Linked DNA regions of Zea mays: region 1 is linked to region 2. Evidence: chromatin contacts called from public Hi-C data. All regions are on one chromosome and are shown on one strand. The core of a region is the stretch at or near the end of the contact, and the rest is flanking DNA. Distances in the headings are between cores, read along the strand shown. Region 1 holds the start of LOC103630408. Region 2 holds the start of LOC103630405 (protein TRANSPARENT TESTA 1).

The links. Hi-C and Micro-C count contacts between places; a contact is called where the count stands out from the background.
Region 1: a Hi-C map of leaf shows a contact between it and region 2, with 4 times the contacts expected there. The contact joins the promoter of LOC103630408 here to the promoter of LOC103630405 in region 2. A contact is called at or near these places in 2 of 25 Hi-C or Micro-C datasets (ear and leaf).

What each region holds. Positions count from the first base shown.
Region 1 is chr6:160,968,206-160,972,217 of Zm-B73-REFERENCE-NAM-5.0, reverse strand. LOC103630408 reads right to left here and starts at 2,071. Exons shown (of 4, transcript XM_008651461.4): 1 at 1,615-2,071; 2 at 1,047-1,528; 3 at 636-948; 4 at 1-507. The coding sequence starts at 1,734.
Region 2 is chr6:160,691,731-160,695,585 of Zm-B73-REFERENCE-NAM-5.0, reverse strand. It overlaps LOC103630405 (protein TRANSPARENT TESTA 1), which reads right to left and starts at 2,099. Exons shown (of 2, transcript XM_008651459.4): 1 at 1,004-2,099; 2 at 1-249. The coding sequence starts at 1,690.

The DNA.
Region 1 (4,012 bases), core at 822-3,321, 280 kb before region 2:
CTGGCTCCCAACTGATGATGTGTTTATGTATTGCTCAGAAGATCGAGCATTCACATGGTAGCTTGAACCACTGTCTGAACTTTCATCTCCTTGACCATTTCTATGTCCTGCATTTAGTCTGCTACCACAGCTTCCTTGTGGTGGTAGAGCTGATTTCCCAAGATTATTGCCACTTCCTTCAGGATAGCTTTTAGTTGTCAGCACATCCTTCCTAACCTGCAGTTCTCCGTGGCTTGAAATTACTGCTGCAGCAGTCACTACACAATCATGACCAAACCCATCAAATTTCCGGTGTTCAGTAACACTATCTTTGGCTACATTTTGGGGCAATTCTGAAACAGGGCCATTTGGTAGACATTCAGAGGGGTCGTTGATGCAATGGAAATTATTGTCACTTGATCTTGCCTGTTCACAAACCACTTCTTTATCTACAACCCGAGCAGTTTCCCTCCTCCCACAAGCATTTTCAGCCTGATTTAGCTTGTTGTTTAATAAGTTAACATTATCCTGGAAGTTGGAGAGCAGAAATGAGTGGACAATATGAAAATATTAGCTCATTTTATTTTTTATACAGTCAAATGAAAGAACTTCGTATTAAGTAAAATGTTTCATATCTGAAAAAGGAAAGTGTGTACCATAACTGAATCCCGGCTCAGGCTGAATTTCTCCTCCCACTCCCTCTGAGCATTTTCTTGAGCCTCGAACTGTCCAATTAGCTCAGCCTGCTTCTCGAGTACCCTCTCCATCTCCCCATCCTTCTCATATACCATGGCAAGATCATCACGATCCTCCCCTCTTCCATTACTAGAAGAGCCATGCCCATCTTGGTTCACCTCGCCATCAACATCAGCCGGTTGATCAGTGCAAACAGTACAATCTGATCTCTCCTGCCCGTCCTCCGTGCTCTCCACTGCATTGTCGTTGCCCTCCTCTTCTTCTGTCTGAGATCTGTCAATCAGAAGAGCATGTGTGTGAGTGTGCCAGATAATTGCACAATAACATGCCAGCAATTGGGATGGAACTTGAGCAATGAGCAACGCCCGGACCTCAGCTCCTTCCTCTTGATCTTCCGGCAAGACTGCCCTGGGTGGTACTTGGGCGACGAATCCGCGGCGCGGCAGTAAAAGTAACCCCTCCTGTGGCCGTGGCCGTGGCCGTGCCTCTGCCTTAGCTGCCTGCCCTTGTGCTGTTGGTGCTGCGGCCGCCGCCTCTCGCATTCGGGGCTCGCGGCGCGGCCCCTCCACGACAAGCCCCCGGCCTGAGCAGCAGAGGCAGCAGCCGCCGCCGCCGGGGCTCCCAGCTCCGACCCCGACAGCGCGTCCTCCGCTGCATTCCCGCCGCCTCCGTCCCTCTCGACGGCATTGGGATCGCCCGTGTCGGCCTCGTACTCTGAGCCTGAATCGTCCGCGGCGTCGGAGAGGCGGCCGAAGCCCTGGGAGTCGAGGATGGCAAGCACCTCCGCGGCCGCCCGCTCCGCCTTGCGCCGCTGCGCCGTCACCGTCCGGAGCTGCTCCTCCAGCTCCACAACCTGCACTGCGGCGACGGGCTCGGTGACTATTGACTAAGCCGGGAATGCGAGGAGGCAGGAAGCCAACGAAATGCGCGCGCATTTACCCGCTTGGCAAGGTGGTCGGCCCGCTCCTTGGCGGCGCGGGAGACGGAGCGCTCGGAGAGGAGGCGCGCGCGGAGGAAGTCGATGGTCATGGCCGTCGTCGCGTCCGCCGCCATCCCCATTTGCCGAACCCGCGTGGTGTAGTCTAGCGGACTCCGAAGCCGCGCACCCGCGCCGCGCGTCCAGTCCTCAGTCCTCAGTCCTCACCGCGGCATCCCACTCTGCTTTAGTGCTTTCTTCTCATCTCAGGACTCAGGTCTCGGGAGACTCGTGCTGTCAGTCGCATCCAAAGCGACGCGACGCGACGCGACGCGGAGGCGATGAAAGCCTACCCTTTGGCTTTTGCCAACCACCCGCCAGCGTGCCGCGTCCGGTGTGGTTGTGGGGTGCCCTCGCCATGTACTCACGTGCTGCCATGAATCCGTGATGACTGTGGTAGTGTGGTGCTTGTGCTTCGAGTCCTCGGCCGGTTGGCGGTTGCCCGGCTGGACGCCTGGACCCTTCTGATTTACGCCGGGCCGGCTCTAGGTTTTGCAGAGTTAAGGCCAATCTTAGGTTAATTTTGAACTTCACTTTACAAACAATACTAAACAATATTTCTACAGTTCTGCGTCTTCTATTTTACACAGTCCACTGAAGATAATCTTAGTGTTTGTTTGGTTAGACTGTGGTTGTGAAAAACAACTGCTATCTTTACTATTTCTTAAGAGGCCAAGGAGGACGTCCACCACCACCCTCACCACGCGGCTCCACCCTCCTCCCCCGCTAATCACCACGTCACGCACGCGACACCGTCTTCGTCCCCCCACCCCCGCTAATCTCGCCGCGGCATCGATGGCTCCGCCCTCGCCCTCGCCCTCCCCCCCACCTGTCCACGCCCGCTGTCTCGGGGGTCCTGCATCGCCGCGGCGGTAGTGGTCGGCGTAGCACTCGACTGCTTGTGCGCGTTTCTCTACCCCACCGGCCTCTTCCCTCGTGCCCCCGACTCCGCCAGCCATTGGCCCCGCCAGGTACAATACCCGTGTTTCTGCTTCTTTTGATCCCGTTCTGTTCGTTGGGGGGCAGGAGATCTGAAGGTTTGGACGGGGATCAGTGAGTATTCCTTGCTCCCCGACTCGCCCACGATCTCCATGAAAGGCAGTCTGTGTGATCCACGCGATTCCCGAAATCCACACTCCACTGTCGATCGACCTCTCCCCCGTGCTCCTTCATCAATCTCGTCCGCCGCGCCCGCCGATCCCCGAGATCGCGTTGATCCGCCATTCTCGCGCCCTCGCCTCGACACGCGCTCACCACCGGCCCTCGCCAACCTCTGCCCGCGTTCCCCACACCGCCCTCCGCCCCATCCGTAGCACGCGGGCTGCAGCTGCCCCATCCTGCTGCAATACTGATTTATTTACTGTTCTTAACAGTCATTTGTGATTCGATTTCATACGACTCTATTCTTCAGTTCTTGATGCACTATTACATGCTGTGTTTTGTGATAGATGACTGGACAGTGGTATATCCCATATATAATGTATGTCAATAGTTGCTTGCAGCTTGGAGCTCGCTTCTGGTGCATACGGGTGTATTGCATGATTGCCTTGTAGTATGTGACTTCCATTTGATCATTTTTGCACGCTAATGTTACTTTTGTGCGTGTTCTGGAATCTATATCTTGTTTGTTTTCCTTTCATAGCTAATTAATGCATATAATATTAGAGTGATTATGTCAACTGTTTGCAAAATCACAATCGGTACTGATTTCCTGTATATGGGCACAAGATCTCTTGTAGATTGATTTTTTAAAAGAAAACTTAAAGACACCATTTCAACTCCTCTTACCCACTCTTGACTATATACTTTTAAGGTATGTAAGCCTCTTTAACATTTTAAAGATGCTAACAAGAGTGTAGAGTGGCAATTAGTTAGGGATGGCGACAGCCGATTAGTACTTATATATCTCAATATATCTTTCTTATAAAAATGAGGTAGCCAATTAGATCATGAGAGAATATGCTAGGTGTGCTTGTATATGACATGGGCTTAACAAACTTGATAAGCAAATCACTCAGAGAAACCAAACGATTTAGCTTAGTAGCTACATCCCAAATAGTGACCATTCCTTTCTTTGAAGCACAATGATTATCACTCTGTTGAAGAAACCACAAGTATTGCAATCATTTTGCTCTGTTTTATCTGCCTGCAGCCATGCTCTGCGACCTGTCACAAATGCTGTCACAGTGAAGTAGTTTTGGGATGACTTACCTATGTTTATTCACAATATTGCCAACAATTTATGCGCACCTCCCCCACCACTATGAACCACTTCCTTGTAGCTGCAAAGTCTTATTTGAGTCAATAAAATACAATATTCCATATTGTGTATGTATAATGTTTTTTATAAAATTTGGAACT
Region 2 (3,855 bases), core at 850-3,349:
GCCCTTGACGGCGAAGGGCTTGGCGCAGCGGCGGCAGGCGAAGCGCTTGTCGCCGTGCTTGCGCCTGTAGTGCGTCTGCAGCGTGCGGAAGTCCTTGAGCGGGCGCGCGCGCGGGTGCGCCACGCCGTTGCGGCACCCCGGCGCGCAGCAGTAGCACGGCAGCTTGAGCAGCGCCAGCGTCGCCGCCTGCGTGCCCCTGAGCGACTCCGGGCCCTTGCGGTACTCGCGCCCGTGGCCCCACATGTGCATCTGCACACAACATGCATATATGCATGCATATATATCGTCGTCATGCGTCGTCGGCGTTGAGAACTTGAGATGATGTCGTATGTATTACAGTAGTAGATACATGAATAATGAAGTTAAGTAAACGACGAATATATATGTTCCTCTTGCAGCACTAGAACGTACGTGTTTGTCCCTGTCATCATGTTGGAGACAGTGAAGGGAAAATGTGTGTGAATGAACTAGGATATGTCGGCAGAGAGCTAGGTACTAGCTGTATGTAGTGGGGTTCAATCAGTTAATTCCCTCTCTCTCTAGCTTTTTCGTTTGATTCCTTGCGGCCGGGTACACATGAAACACTTGCTAGGTCGTCATTCAGCAACTAAACTTGAGCATGCAAGTAGCTAGCTAGGAGATGCCTGCTAGTGCTAGGAGATGCATCTTCCAGACCCCGCGCGCTGCAAGGCGAGGCAATATATAGCTAGCTACTTTCCCCATTAGAAAAGGAAGCTCTCGTACAAATTTCTTTGGAATATGGATGATCCTCATGCTTCAATTATTAGAGGCGCAGCTGCTGGGGACAGGGTAATTTAGAATCTTAGATTCTAAATGCGTTTTAATTTTGATCTCTCTCTCTCTCTCAGCGAGAGAGGGGAAAAAAGCATTCAACACGATTGGAAACTAAACCGAAAATAACTATAGTCTGATTAATTGACGACGTCGAAGATGAGATAAAGAGAGGTATAGAGCAATTAAAAGCTAATAATTAACAAGTCACCTGCATGTTGTTGTATCTGTTGAATGTCTTGCTGCAGACATGGCACATGAACTGCACCGGGCCGACGAGGATCTGCGCCGGAGTCGGGATCCAGTACCGCCGGCCGCGGCTGCCGACGAAGCTCTTGATACCCTCCTCCTCTCCCCCGGGCCGACGTTGCTCTGCTTCACCAGCTGCTTCCATCTTGCACTTGTTGTCATGTTCGCTTGCCTTCTGGTCCTCTTCCTCCAGCTCGAAATAATCCTCATCCTGCTCGTCATCTTCATCGTCCATGGGCGCCTCTTCAGAGCTCATGCTGTAGCCCCCACCAGCACCACCACCAGTCGCCGGCAAGCCGATGGTCAGGTGAACACCGGCGCCGGTACGACTCTCCTCTCCCCGCGCGCCGGTGGTGGTGGTGGTGGTATTATTATTGCTCAGCTCTTCTTTGACAGGACTATGGTACTCGGGAGTCCTTGCCCTCCCTTCGAGCCTACCAAGAAGCGGCAAGCACATCGTGGCGTCGCGCTCCTCGTCGTCGTCGTGGCCGCCAGCAACGGCGGCTAATAATCGGTCCATCGATGATGGCGTTGAGAGCGTCATCGTCGTCCAGCAGGACGTCGACGGCGACGACCGTGGCTTGAGCCACTCGTAGTACGGCACGCTGAAAGCACCCTCCATTATCGCGCAAGCCCGCCTCACCACCATATATAGATCAGTTTGCTCCTCACGATATATATGCCTCTCGGGGCCGGCAAGCGCAACAAGCTAGTGTGCGCGCGCGGCTGCTTTATATCTCTTGGCCTGGTGTATGTGATGTGCCGGGTTTGGTGGTGTGGAGAAGAAGGAAGAAGGGAACGAGCGAGGCCGTCTATGTCAAGGCGTGCATGTCACGGCCGGGACGAACGAAGAAGAAAACGGGGTGCGGGGGTCGTCGGAGAGGGAAATGGCGAGGTTGGTGCGCCGTTGGTGTTGCTCTCCTTATATGCATGCATGATGCCCTTTTGGTGCGTGAAGGGCTCAGGTACCACGTACGCGGCCAGTGTCGACGCACACGCACACGAGGTGAGCAAGGGCATCGGCGATGATCTGGGCATCGGTATGTGATGCCTAGAGCACGACAGGCGGCCCGGCCGGGGCCATCATGTTGGGGTTAGTTGGTGCTCTCTATACGACTGTGCCATGCGTGGTACTGATCGAGCTTTCCACAAGGGGCCGGGGGAAGTACTAGCAGGTTTTTGGGAATGTGACGAGACGATGGCGGCTATCTGCCCAGCTGCGAGAATACGTGTGCCTACTGCTTACCAACAACCTACTACTATATTGCTATTGGGATACAATTCGTTTTTTTAAAACGCGACTAGATATATGCCGTGCTTTAATTTGTGTTAGAGCAACTTCAAGAGAGTGCCTCATAATTGTGCCCATAAATTTGAAAAACTGGCTTGATTTGGAGAAAATAGGGCCCAAACTAAATAGTAATCGAAATTTACCGCACATCTATAGCGGCCTATCATGGCTTGTCACTTAGATGAATATATTACAAAATCTATAAATATAACTATATATATATATATATATATATATATATATATATATATATATATATATATATATATATATATATATATATATATATATATATATATATATATAGCCGGATTGTTCCGTGCCATTCGTCCCAAAAATATAATCTGTTTCTTCGTCCCAAAATATATTTAAAAATCTATAAATATAATTATATAGATAATTATGTAGTAAACTAGCTAGACTATATATTAGCTAGGGGTGTTTGGATGTCTCCATCTAAGCGTAGCTAATCGTTGAACTATTAGTTGCTCTGTTTGGATATCTCTAGTTAATTTTAGCAACTAATTATTAGATCTAGTGCATTTAAACACGTCCTAATGCCTTGTTTGAAACCCCCTAGAGCTAATAGTTAGCTAGCTAACAAATTATTAGCTGGGTTTAGCCAACTAATGAAATAATTGTTAGAGCTAGGTTCCAAACATTGACTAATTAAAGTCGCATTGGGCATGCTGAAGGAGTTAAATAAATTCACATCAGCGATACTTCATCAATCACCCCGATCGAACAAGCGCTGGTTGAAAATCCAACATATTATTCGAGCGTGGTTTTTTTTTTCCAATTTTCATCATGATGAGGCGCCAAATATTCAAGTCGCCGGTCGTCACCGACGCATATCTGTGCAACTTTAACCGCTTTTTTTTTACTTATTAGAACACAAGCCAGAGAAATAGACTTCGTCAAAAAAGCATATACACGAACGGACAGTCAGCTCGTTTGACATATGGGTGCATCAGTGCATGTGTATGAGTACCAGAGACCACCAGTCCCCTCACGCCAGCTAGCTAAATCGTCTAGCGCGTATATATACATGCTCACATGCATGCATGCATATGTGTAAAAGGCCGAAACTGAAAAGGGCGGGGCCAGCTGAAAAATCTGTCTGTGTATGTGTATGTGTATCTATATAAGTGGGTCGCTCTAACTTGGTGAGCTATATATGTAGGGTGGTGGGTGGGGCCCCTCCTTTCGAAGTGGAGCTGTGGAGGTCGCAGTACCGTGCGCAGTGGTAGCGTACGTGCTGGTGGACGACCGGTGAACGGAGTGACGGAGGCCAGCCGGCGATCGGGCCGGGCCGGGAGAGCAGACGTCAAAGTCGATCGGTCAGGGAGCGCGCGTCAACCGGCGTGGGTGTGTGGTCGCCATTGGATGACCGACCCGGCGTGGTAGCTAGTACTAGTAGCTTTGGCCGCCGGGGTGTTCCGTCCCGTGTCCGTGGGTAAGAACCGTGTGTCAACCGGGTCGGCATGGCATGCCGCATGCAACCGTGGGCTTGGCCATGTCGA